2 separate regions of the Mus musculus genome follow, and region 2 is linked to region 1. A link is a contact called in public HiChIP or PLAC-seq data. All regions are on one chromosome and are shown on one strand. Each heading gives the region's core, a stretch centred on a gene start, on an enhancer-like site or on the middle of the called end of the contact. The rest is flanking DNA. Distances are from core to core; before and after follow the strand shown.

Region 1 (5,765 bases), core at 2,960-5,459:
TTATTCAGGGATTTCCAATCAGACCAGCAGAGTTCTTTGAAAGTATTTGTGTAGTCGTACGTGAGCGTGCTCCCTGCTCGCTCTGACAGGTAGGCCCTTTGGGTTCTCTGACGACCGCAGTGCTGAGGAACCCAGAGTCCCTGCTCACCCGTGTCTTAAATAAAATGACATCATCTCACTGGGTGACAGCTCAAGATTTATTTGCATCTTTTCAAGTCAGAACTACTAACATCGTAGACTTTGTTATACCTGTGTAATGTGATAAAGCTTGGGCTTGTTCATTATGCAAACGTACTTTGAGATTACCCTACTTTTTGACGTGCTAGATGTATAGCTTAATGTGCTCTTTTCGTTTTCTTTACTCATGTGTATTGTATTTCATCTAAAACCCAACTGATGATTGCTTCATGATCACCAAATTAATAAGAAATATTAACATTAATCACGTATATTTATTCATAAAAGGAATGCTGATTGGTTAGGGTTGTAGCCCATTAGCAGAGCACTTACCTAATATACATAATCCATAGGTTGGATGTCCAGTACTGCAGAAGGTGTGTATTGAACTTCAGTTTCAGATATATGACTGACTGCCCTTCACACAGCCATATTTCTGTATTTTGTTGCTGTGAGTGACTAGAGTCTTTGTTTTCTAATTGTTGGATATACTTCTCCTACTGTCTTGTCATCTTTTGTGAGTGTGATTTCTCGTTAATTTGTAGTACATATTCCTTTATTTTGAGTAGTATGTTTCATTGTTTTTTAATTAGTTAATGAATTAATTGGAAATTTTGCTTCTAGAAATTCTGGGAAGAAGAGATTATTTACTCTTGACAACATGGTAGAAGCCATGAATGGTCTCTGGAGAACTGATTTAACAGTTATTTTCCCTTTATTGTGTGTGCTTTGAGGCAGTAAGTGAAATTACGCACTGTTTTTCCCTCTTCATGACACTGAGAATTAATGTCTCCTAAAATGTGTATAAATTGATCGTGATAGTTCATATACAAATAATTTTTCATCTTGAAATACTCTTTTAAAAGATTCCAAAACATTCTATTGTAAGCATATTTGTGTTTATTGTTACACAGTGAAAATGGCAGCAAACTTCATAGAAATATTTCCCAGTGACTCTTCATAGCTTTCACTTATTAGGAATATTTCACTCCAAGATCTTAACATTGTGTCACTGATCAACCAGGTGAATTAGGATCAACTAAGCAGCTGGGTTTGTGTGGCCCCTACATACTACTGTGTCTAGACAGTAAATACATGCCTTTTTGTTAGAGTAATCTTTATTCAGGGGCCGTGAGAACTGAAGTGGTTCTTCACACTACATGGGTTTTATTGCTGAAACTAAAGGTATCCCCTGTCCCTTCAGTGCATTTGTTTATGAGTCACTCCCCGACACGGCCTTTGAGCTGACTTGGTGCTTTGTGTGTTTCATAGATTCCATATATCTCCCTGAGATGGAAGGGTATTGGCAATTGTTGCAGGAAATTCTGAGTATAAAATGGAACACAGGGCCCCTAAAGAAGAAGCTAGAGAAAGTACCCAAGGAGCTAAAGGGGTCTGCAGCCCTATGAGGATCAACAATATGAACTAACCAGTACCCCACAAAACTGTGTTTCTAGTTGCATATGTAGCAGAGGATGGCCTAGTCAGCCATCAATGGAAGGAGAGGCCCTTGGTATTGTGAAATCATATGCCCCAGTACAGGGAAATGCCAGGGCCAGGAAGCGGAGTTGGGGAGGGAGGGTATAGGGGACTTTAGGAATAGCATTTGAAATGTAAATGAAGAAAATATCTTAATAAAAAATTTTTTAAAAATTAAGTTACATCTGGCACTCAGAAATTTTACCATAATATATATGTGCCTTAAAATTGCTCAAGTATAATATTAGAAAGTGTCTGCTCTGTGACAGGTACTTTTTAGGCCCTGGGCATATATCCATGAGTAAAACAAAGATCTGTACTTTATTCTCAGAGGAGCGGGACAGTTCACCATGTTAAATGTATAGTGTCTAAATTAAATACACTGTGGTAGCGTATTAGGCTTAAGAGGACAATGAGTGGAGAAGAGAACTCATGCTGGAGTCGCCTGCCTTAGTCTGGGTCGTCTGAAGGAGCAGCTCAAGGTTTTTCTTAGGAACAGCAACAACAAAAACACTAACACTTACATTACATAACTTTGTTGTGCTAGATTGGTACTTCCTTACAAATGTAAGTCCATTTTATCCTTAAAACTCCTTCGTCCTATTGTATGGGCAAAAAGAAGGTTAAACAGCTTGCCCAAAGCGACACTTCAGCTGTGGTATCTCTGAGACAATGCTTTTAACTGGCACAGGGGCTGCTTTTTGTAAAAGCTCAGCCCGTATACCTTACAGCAGGGTTGAGAGACCGAGAAAGAGCTGCTTTGTTCTTGTCTCTTAATTTTTCCCCTCGGTGGAAAAACAGACTTATTTTTGGAGTTAAATGGTGGATAAATGGTCTTGTGTGTCAACTCTGTCAGTAACAAAATGCCTGAAATAATCAATGCTGGAAGGAAGAAAAGGTTTTAGAGATTTTTATCATGATCACTTGGCCCATTGGCCTGGGGCTGGAAGGAAGCAGTAACTATTAGCAAGAGTACATGGCCAGGAAACTCAGGGAAGGGCCCTTTGGGAGGCATTCAGTAGCCAGGCTGTGGAGTTCCTCTCACACTGAGGCCCTTAGAAGCATGTCCTTCTGTCCAGGAAGCTGGGTTTCTTGCTTCCCCATTTTTCCTACCAGCTTACCACGTGGTCTCTAAAAAGGTACCATTTGAGTCCGTTCTCAGGAATACTACAAGTAGTTATTTGTAGACCAGTAGAACATGTTTGGGCCAGATGAAATTTTCCCATCCTTCTGATTAACTGTCATAATTCCTGAGAGGGGGATTGAAATTAAAAGTTCAGGGTAAAATGAAGGTGAGACTTGGAATGTCATATTTTTGCGGTATGTTTTAGAACAAGCATGTATCTCACGTTCCTCGGAGCTTTGTGCTAAAATAATCTGTTTATAACATCCTAACACCTAAAATTCTTTTAAACTGTTCTTCTCTCGTGTTTTACTTTCCTCTATCGAGTCTATTATTCCTGCTCTAAATCCCATTTCTCGGTCCGCTAACTTTCACGGTGGCTTCGGGTATCTTTTCTACCTTACCCCCGTTATCTTTCTTGTGCTTTGTGCTGGGTGGCAGAGAAGACTCTGCTGCAGGCTTCTGGATGCATGCCTCTAGCTCCCGTATCATATTTGTTATGTCGTAATACTGCACCAAACAAGGTATAAAAGTGAATTAATACAAATTAAAGACAGATGCTGAGTTACCGGGCGTGGCTTCGTGCGCCACAGAGGGAAGAAGTCAGGTGAAGCGGAGCTTTCTAAGTGATGATTATCAAAATGAGGCAAAAGAGGGGCTAAAGTAAAAACCAACAGGGGAAGCTAAAGACGTCATTAGGAACAGTGGCGGTGCATGATGGGAGGCAGGAGAGGCATAGCAGCTGTTGTCATTGGTTGCCTAGTTTCCATGTTTTAAGTGGCAGCTGATATTTGCTCTCCCTAGAAGTAAGTCTCTGGCACCTGTGTACTTTGACCTTGTCTCCATGTGGTGATACAGTTTAAGTCTTAGAGAAAATCGACCTTTCCCTAGGGATAAATCATTAGTGACTTAGGGGCTCTTAAAAAAAAAATGCTCTCATGCCCTGTGGTTTGGGCTCGGTTTTGCAGATTAGCACCAATGTTTGCATGGCTGTGGTGTGTTAGCATGTACGGTCTTGTGCTTCTGAGTTCCATGTCGCTCCCGCACAGCCTGGTCCGAGAAAAGGGTTGCTTGCCCCTGCAGTAGAGCATTGAATGCTTTCTCTGGTCACTTGTTTTCATTGCTTATAGATTTTTTTTTTAAGCTGTGTTAATTAGTTGTCCAACTCCGTAGCAAGCATATAACTTTAAAAGTCATACTTGAACCTGAAGTAACATGTCATTGGCTTTCTATTATGCTTCTAAGTTTCATTGTTAGGTGACAGTAGATCGAATTCCCTTTCTGTCTTCTGAACATATTCCTGGAGTTCTCCTTCTTGCTTCTGCATGTTCCTCCTCCCCCGTACTTTCCTGGTCTGCGGGTTTCTGGTGGTTGGTACAGCCTTCTGGGCAGTGCCATCCAAAAGCCTATTGATGATATCACAGGCCATCACCTGGGTGTTCATAGTTCCCATATGAACAGTTCCTGCCCAGGATTCTCCTTCGCCTTGAGGGTGGAGCCCAGTTCCTCATTCTTTTCCTACAACTCCGTTCCTGAACCTCTCTAAACCTTTCTGCTGAAACTGTCACCTGTGTGGCTGCCAAGTTAGAAACTTGAATGGCTTTGATTTCTATGTGAATTTTTTAAACCCATTCTGGTGTAGTCGTTAAGCCTTAGGAATTCTTCTTTCTTTTTACCCACGGTGTCTTTTTCTTTGTGCCCTGTGGGTAGGATCTACTGTCTTGTCTTTCAAAAATTGAGCTGGGGTAATAATTGGTGTCTCTGCCTGTCCTGTTTCTGGTCTTAAAGCCACCTATTGTTTAGCATTGCTTTTGAAATGAAGCTTAGACTTCTCCAGTAGACCTAGAACTCTCCTTGTGATCTGGTTCTAAGTTGATCCTTTTTCCTATCTTTGGTTCTTAATGTTTGAAGCAGAGAATCTTTCATTTTTCTTAAAAATGGTATGTCACGTTGTTAGCTCTTGTTTCTAGTCTTTTTAGTCTCTAGCATATTTTACCTCCACCTACAACACTATATAAGAAGAGTATCAAGATTGAGATACCAAAAATGAGTATATTGGAATTTCTTCACCCATCCCAGCCCTGTGAGTTTGGAGTCTATTTCTTTGTGTATACTCTCCTAGTGTCCCCTCCACTGCCATCTAATATGTAATACACTGGGTGTGTCTGATTATTAGTCATCCCTACCAAACTCTTGAGTCCTTTAAGGTCAAGAACCAGGGAAAGGCATCCTGCCCGACCCATCCTGTGTGCTTTGTACCTTCCCACAGTGCCTGGCACATGGGATATGGGAACGTGTATTTAAGTCTGACTTTAGATGGAAGGATCGAAAGTTTGAAGGTCACTGAGGGATCACCTTCTCCTTCAAAACTGAAACAGTGAAGAAGGATGCACATGAACACATTGCCATATACTCTTCAGTCTGTGTCCTTCTGTCCTATATAGGGAAGTCACCTTAACTGTTATACCCACCCACCCCCACCGCCACACAGGCATGTACACATATATACATCCATAGTCGCACAGTTCCTAGTTGTATGTGGAATGGATTATCCTTGATTCTCAGCCAAATATACCTGCATCAAACACTCTAGTAAACCACCACCACCACCACCACCTCCTCCTCCTCCTCCTCCTCCCCCTCCTCCTCCTCCTCCTCCTCCTCCCCCTCCTCTCCCTCCTCCTCCTCCTCCTCTCCTAAGTTAGAAGCAACAATTGAGATGCAGTCGTCGATATTCCTTACAAGAGTCACCTTCAGCCAGCACCTCAGCAGGTCTTGGCTCTTTTCCTGGAGGATTGACCCATACCTTCATTCCTGATGGGTCTGCGTCCTTTGTCATCCTGCTTGGATTAGGCTGTTGTAGTTTCCCATTGACTTTAATCACAGGACATGGTAGTACTAAGAGACGCCCTAAGGGATCTCCTACACTCCAGACATAATCTTGCTTACCACCATTGTGAAGAGGTAATCCTCTTCACATTGGACT
Region 2 (5,941 bases), core at 608-3,107, 110 kb after region 1:
TATGTATATCCTTCAATGGATAAGTGCATTCTTCAATGGATAGTGCATCCTTCAATGGCTAGTGTATACTTCAATGGTTACATCATTTCATACCACTCCTTTTCTCAGATTCCTGCCTTGATGACTTTATTAGCAGCTTTTCTCATTACTTTTTGTCAATACCTGACACAAATCCACTTACAGGAAGGAGGACTTATTCTGGTTTGCAGTTTAAGAAGAAATTCATTCCATCACAGCATGGCAGGGATGGCAGCAGAAACGGGAGGCAGCTGATCACATCGAGTCAGGAAGCAGAGAGAAGGCAGGAAGTGATACCGTACTATACAACCTCAGTGTCCCACACTAGTGACCCACTTCCTGCAGCAAAGCTCCACCCCCTAAAGGATCCATCGCCTTCTGAAATAGTACCATCAGCTGGAGATCAAGTGTTCAGACACATGAGCTGAAAATAAAAAACTGAATTGTTACAACAGCCTACAATTGTCTTCTCCTTTATTGGGCATCTGACATCATATCGATTCCACGCCCCTTGCTGACTTACCCTAACCATACTAACCCATTTGCCTGAACCTTGGTCCCCTGCCTCCACATTTGTTCTTCTCCGGCCATGCCACGGTTCATTTCCTCTCTATCAGAGCTTTGCCTAAGGACCACTTTCTAGGTGACTGCTGCCAGACATCTTAAAACTACAACCGTCTCCCCAGAGCCCCCTGTATCTCTTTTACCTGCTTTATTTTCCTGACTAGCTATTATTCCCTTCTAATGTACTTTGTAATGTGCTTGTTGGTTGCTGTTAATTGACAGTCTCCTTTCACAAGGAATCAGCTCCACATGACGAGGGGTTCTGTCTCTTATTGCTCACTCATGGAATCTCAACTGTCTAGATGGTTGTCTAACATATCGTAGGTGTTTAGTGAATACATTTTTGGTTTTTTAAAGATCCATTTATTTATCTGTGTGTGTGTTTGTGTGTGTCTGTGTGCTCCTGCATGCCTGAAGAGCGCATCAGATCCCAGGACAGTTAGCTATGAGCCACCATGTGAGTGCTGGGAATTGAACTCAGGACCTTTGGAAGAGCAGACAGTGCTGTTAATGACCAAGTCATCTCCTCTAGCCATGTGAATAATTGGTTAGTGAATGGATTATTGCTTTTATATCTCACTCTCCCTGCTGTATAGGTAGGTGGTATTTAAGGCAAGTCCTTGTGTTCTAAGCAGTCAGCAAATAGCTCTGGTAGACTGGGTGATTCAGCTGCAAGAATGCAGTACCTTGTGCAGTATGCCATGAAATTTTCTCATCTAGTTTCTGTTTTATGGAAATATTTAAAGAAAGGTCATCATATACAGAGAATACATTTCATTGGGTCATATGGAATACTTATATACAAAATCATACATATCGTAAGCATAAAACTTGTAATTTCACAAAATAAAGCCACTCCTATGACTTCTCAGGGAGAAAACGTGTGAGCGATCATGAGCACGCGAGCACACACACAAATATTAAAGACTTCTTAGGAAAAATCAGTTAGACACAGATCTTAGATATGTCTACTTCTCGACTTCTGGTTTATTTAATAAAGACTGTAAGATATTTATCTTAAATGTGTCAAGATATGCTAAGATAATCTCTCATTGCCTTGTTAGCATCTTTTTTTAAAAAGTTGAAGCTTTTGTGTTCATGAGGATTTTTCTCACAGTGAAAAGGAGGCTCGCTAAGAAATCATTTCACTTTAACTTAAGGGTAAGGAACTGCATGCTCGCTAAGGAATCATTTCACACTAACTTAAGGGTAAGGAACTGCGCATGTGTGGGCGAGCTGTTGCTCCGCCTCTCCTCACCTCTCCCGCTCTATTTTCGGCACTTCTTTGCATAAGCAGATGACTCAGGCTTCTTGCCGCTTCCCAACTTTCCCTCCAATTATGACTCTGATGTCATGGGGAATTTCCCATGACCACTTAATGAGGAAGAAGGGGGCACTGCCGGATTTCAGAAGCTATCTTTCTGGGTTGGTCCTGAAAGTCAGAAGGAACCCTTATCATGAACAAGGGTTATGGTTAGTCACATAGGAGATAATTTGTGGTTTCCTGAGATAGGGACATTTACAGAGCGTGGCTAGTGAGTTGGTCGGTTTATCCAAGGCTTGGAAGATTGCTATCAAGATCATCTAAAAGCAAGGGGATAACCTTCTAAAAGGCTGTTTGAAGCTCCTACTGGTCTCCCAGAGGACATGTATACAGAAGGCTAAAGAAGGTGGCAGCTATGATGGTCTCTTGACTTGCTGTCAGTGAGTCTCTCTCCCAGCTTCCATATTCTGAACGGTTGTAGACTCAAGACTCTGACTCTCTCTCTCTCTCTCTCTCTCTCTCTCTCTCTCTCTCTCTCTCTCTCTCTTAAATTTTATTTATTTAATGTATGAGTGTTCTGCTGCATATATATCTACAGGCCAGAAGAGGTCATCAGATTCCCTTATAGGTGGTTGTGAGCCACCAAGTGGTTTCTGGGAATTGAACTCAGGACCTCTGGAAGAGCAGCCAATGCTCTTAACCACTGAGCCATCTCTTTAGCCCTAGACTCAAGACTCTTAGGCTGAAACTTAATCACCAGCATGGCGGCATTAGAGGTGGAACTCTCGGAATATGATTAGTTCAGGGAGGCATTGCCCTCACAGAATTAGTGGTATGACAACAGAGAGCCTCCCAACACTCAAGGTGACCAGCTGTATTATCTGTGAGCCAGGGAATATAGAATCTCATTAAGCTCAGAATCTCTTGCCTTCTTGAACTGTGAAAAGTATGTTTCTGCACCCATAAGCCATGTAGCTTGTGGCATTTTGTTACAGCAGTCTGAAGCTCCTGCTTCCTGACCTGCTTGAGTTCCAGTCTTGACTTCCTTTGGTGATCAACAGCAATGTGGGAAGTGTAAGCTGAATAAACCCTTTCCTCCCCAACTTGCTTCTTGGTCATGATGTTTTGTGCAGAAATAGAAACCCTGATGAAGACAGCCTGTCTTCTGAAGTGGTCAGATCAACAGCCAATATAGACTCTGGAAACCCAGACATGAGTATGGATGGGAGCAATTCCTCTCACCATTACCCTTAATATTTCACTTGGAGAGCGTTGTTTCCTTCTTGGAACACTCACCTTGTGGTCTGAAGTCCTTGTATAATGTGGAGAGTCTCCACCAGCAAACACGAGGCTGTTCATCCCCTTGATCAAGGGCAAACGATGGTGTGTCTGAGTATGCCAATGTGTTTGCCTTTTCTTAAGGAGAAATGGGAAGTGTTGCTACAAAATAAGAGCAGCACTATTTAAACTCATTATACTGGGAGCCCAATACACACAGTGAACAGGCAACTGCAGAACCAATGGAGATTCCTGGGGATGGAGGGCCAGGGTCAGGAATCCATGACTATTGGATTAGACCTGCCCAGATGTGGGCCTTTGGTGGGTTATTTTATTTTCGCTGTTTCCTTCCCTCTCTTGCTGCCTTATGCCCTGCTAACGACTGATAGTGCAGTTCAGGTTCCAAAAACGAATCTGATTGGCCTCCATCCCCATCAGGGTTGGGAGATGATGAAGCCATTTGCCTTGTATTTAGGACCTGTGTTTCTGGAGCTAAAAGAGGGACCAGAATGGCGGCTGAGGAACGACAGCTTAGCCTGAAATCGTTATTCTTAGCCATGTTCTCTGCATTGTCCTGTCGAGCTCTGTGGCCTGGGACGCTGACCTCCACTAGGGCCGCTGTTGCACTTGCTTTTGCTCATTCTCTGCCAGGAGACCCTGGCACGGGGCCAGAGAGCAGAGGAGAGCAAGGCTGGGTATTCTGATGCCCTCCTCTTCTGTCATCTTTGCCTTGCCATGGGGCAGGCAGTGTTACAGCTAGCATGGCACCCCAGAGGTCAGGACTTAGGCCTAAGCGATACCTCGGCACGTGTCACTTCTGTGCTAACAGTGCCCACAGCTGTGTAAGTTGTCCCTGTGTGGAATGCTCTTCAGCTAGGCACTTTGAGGGCTCCTTTCCAATACTTCATAGGTCAGCAGGTAAAGCTGCCGAGAGGAGGGTAGAGGTCAGTTACTGTGGGAATACGGAGAAGTCTGAACAGGCCAGAATAAAACGCATGTTCACATCCTGAAACCGTCCAAGGCAAAAACAATGATCATTATTGATTGGACTTCTTTTTTTTTTTCCATTATCAGTGAGAAAAATCTTATGACATTGGCTCATGGGCACCAAAGTTAAGGGATTTTCTAGGACGCAGTCGATCAGTGCTAAAACTGGAACAAACTGGAACTGCTACCTTAATCCGTAGCTATTATCAGGACCTTGTAGTCCTGCCCTGCTATTGCAGTGGAGGGACTATTTTAAGTAAAAGAATGCTGGTCTGGCACCAGATTCCTCCCCTATTCATCCACAGTCAATGGCTGATGTCATTTGTCGCAGCATTCTTTAAGTCCATCCTTGCAATCCGAGAGTCTCTTTTAGCATATGGGTCAGGTACCCACTATCAATCCATCCGTTAGAACACCCAGTGAGAGACTCTCTGACACTCTTGAATTAGAACTTTGGTCTCAAAGTCAGAAACTGAATTGGACCAAGTGAACCTTCCAGAACCTCTCTTGCTCCTACAGCCTTGGCCATTGCTGACATATTTGTGGCTAGCCTTCCGGGTTCCCTTGGGCTTGAATAAGCCCCAGATTTGCGTGCTCTGTCTCCTGCTGTAAGAGTGCCAAAGACTGGCCATGTGTCAGAAGAAATACAGCACACACCCCTGCAACATGAACAATCTGCCGGGTACTCTTCTCTTGGCTCTTTGTACATTTTTTGTTCTTGTTAGATGTATTTTCTATTTTCTACAGACACAGCCCTGACTTTATTAAGCCCTTGAAGACAGGGAAATCTTTGGCCCGAATGACTAACCCAGTAGCATGGGAGCGAGATAGTACAGGGCACAACCGTATGCGCGCGCGCGGTTTGAATGCAGGCTCGCTTCATCTCTGTAATGTAATTATTTTCTACCTGCTTCAATGACTTAGCGGAAATCAGGAACTTAGCAAACAGCAGATACTTAGTTCTGGCTTTGTTTGCTGCACATCAGTCCCGGTGTGGTGAATATAAGTGCGAAGGGGGAAGATCTCTATCCCAGACCCCAATCCCTTTATTCTTTTCCGCCAGACTCCATTGCCTAGGCAAAAGCTCCTTCCTTGCGCCCATGGCAATCTAGGTTCGCCTCCTGAAGGAGTGAAGTCCGGGAGCGCCCTCTAGAGGACAGCGGGGCTCAAAACCTCTGCTACATTACCGCTCACAAGATCTGTGCTGTGGTTTTATTTGTCCCTCCAAAGGTTGGTCCCTCCTCTTGTGTTCTGTTTGTCCTTCGAGATCTATTTCCATTTCTTTCTGCTTTGTTCTGGACCCCAGGCTGATGACCTTCCTTTGCCACCACCACTTAGCTTGATTTTAACCAGTAAAAGTCACCCGAGATGCATCGTTGAGATACTGTTTCTCTCAACTCCTCCAAGCCGGGCTGTTAGGGGTAGGTGGGCAGTGCTCCTCTACCCAACCCCACAGCTGCTCCCATGCAAACCCGCATGTTCTACCATGCCCAGCTCCTTGGTGTCAGCTCCCTGGACACAGAAATGACTTCCTGATGAGGCTAGCTAGCCTCGCGGTGGAAGTTCTGTCTTCAGCCTTGTGTCCCTTAGTCCTGGCTGTGCCCTTCTTTGTAAATAGCCCATGGGTCATGCTCTTCCCACTAGCCAGTCTGAGTATGCTTTATTTTCTGGTTCCTGTTGGGTTCTACTGATACTGTATGCAAAATCTTTGACCTAAGTCTTTTCTCTCTCCTACCTCCCCAATACCCTGTGAGCAATAAACCAATTACTGAAGTTTGCACAATGTAAGCATACTGTGTATATCTTAGGATTCTCTCCAGAATGCCTCCA

Evidence for each region. HiChIP or PLAC-seq counts read pairs in DNA pulled down with a chosen protein or histone mark.
Region 2: an HNF4G HiChIP or PLAC-seq map of pancreatic cancer cells shows a contact between it and region 1. The contact joins two enhancer-like sites. A contact is called at or near these places in 1 of 15 datasets of contacts at CTCF or cohesin (the NIH/3T3 cell line), 1 of 484 Hi-C or Micro-C datasets (Th1 cells), 2 of 115 datasets of contacts at active chromatin or transcription factors (bone marrow-derived dendritic cells and pancreatic cancer cells) and 2 of 9 other capture datasets (adipose tissue and pancreatic islet).

Annotation. Positions count from the first base shown.
Region 1 is chr10:98,969,837-98,975,601 of GRCm38.p6, forward strand. The region is part of intron 2 of Atp2b1 (ATPase, Ca++ transporting, plasma membrane 1); the gene reads left to right. Among named protein-coding and RNA genes, the nearest start is that of Atp2b1, 58 kb to the left of the region's middle. Within about 2 kb of position 4,210, at least 37 of the 459 cell types and tissues checked have an H3K27ac peak or open chromatin away from gene starts, as enhancers often do. A contact at or near this core is called in pancreatic cancer cells, where this site is marked.
Region 2 is chr10:99,079,849-99,085,789 of GRCm38.p6, forward strand. It overlaps the pseudogene Gm51755. Among named protein-coding and RNA genes, the nearest start is that of Poc1b, 24 kb to the right of the region's middle. Within about 2 kb of position 1,858, at least 52 of the 459 cell types and tissues checked have an H3K27ac peak or open chromatin away from gene starts, as enhancers often do. A contact at or near this core is called in pancreatic cancer cells, where this site is marked.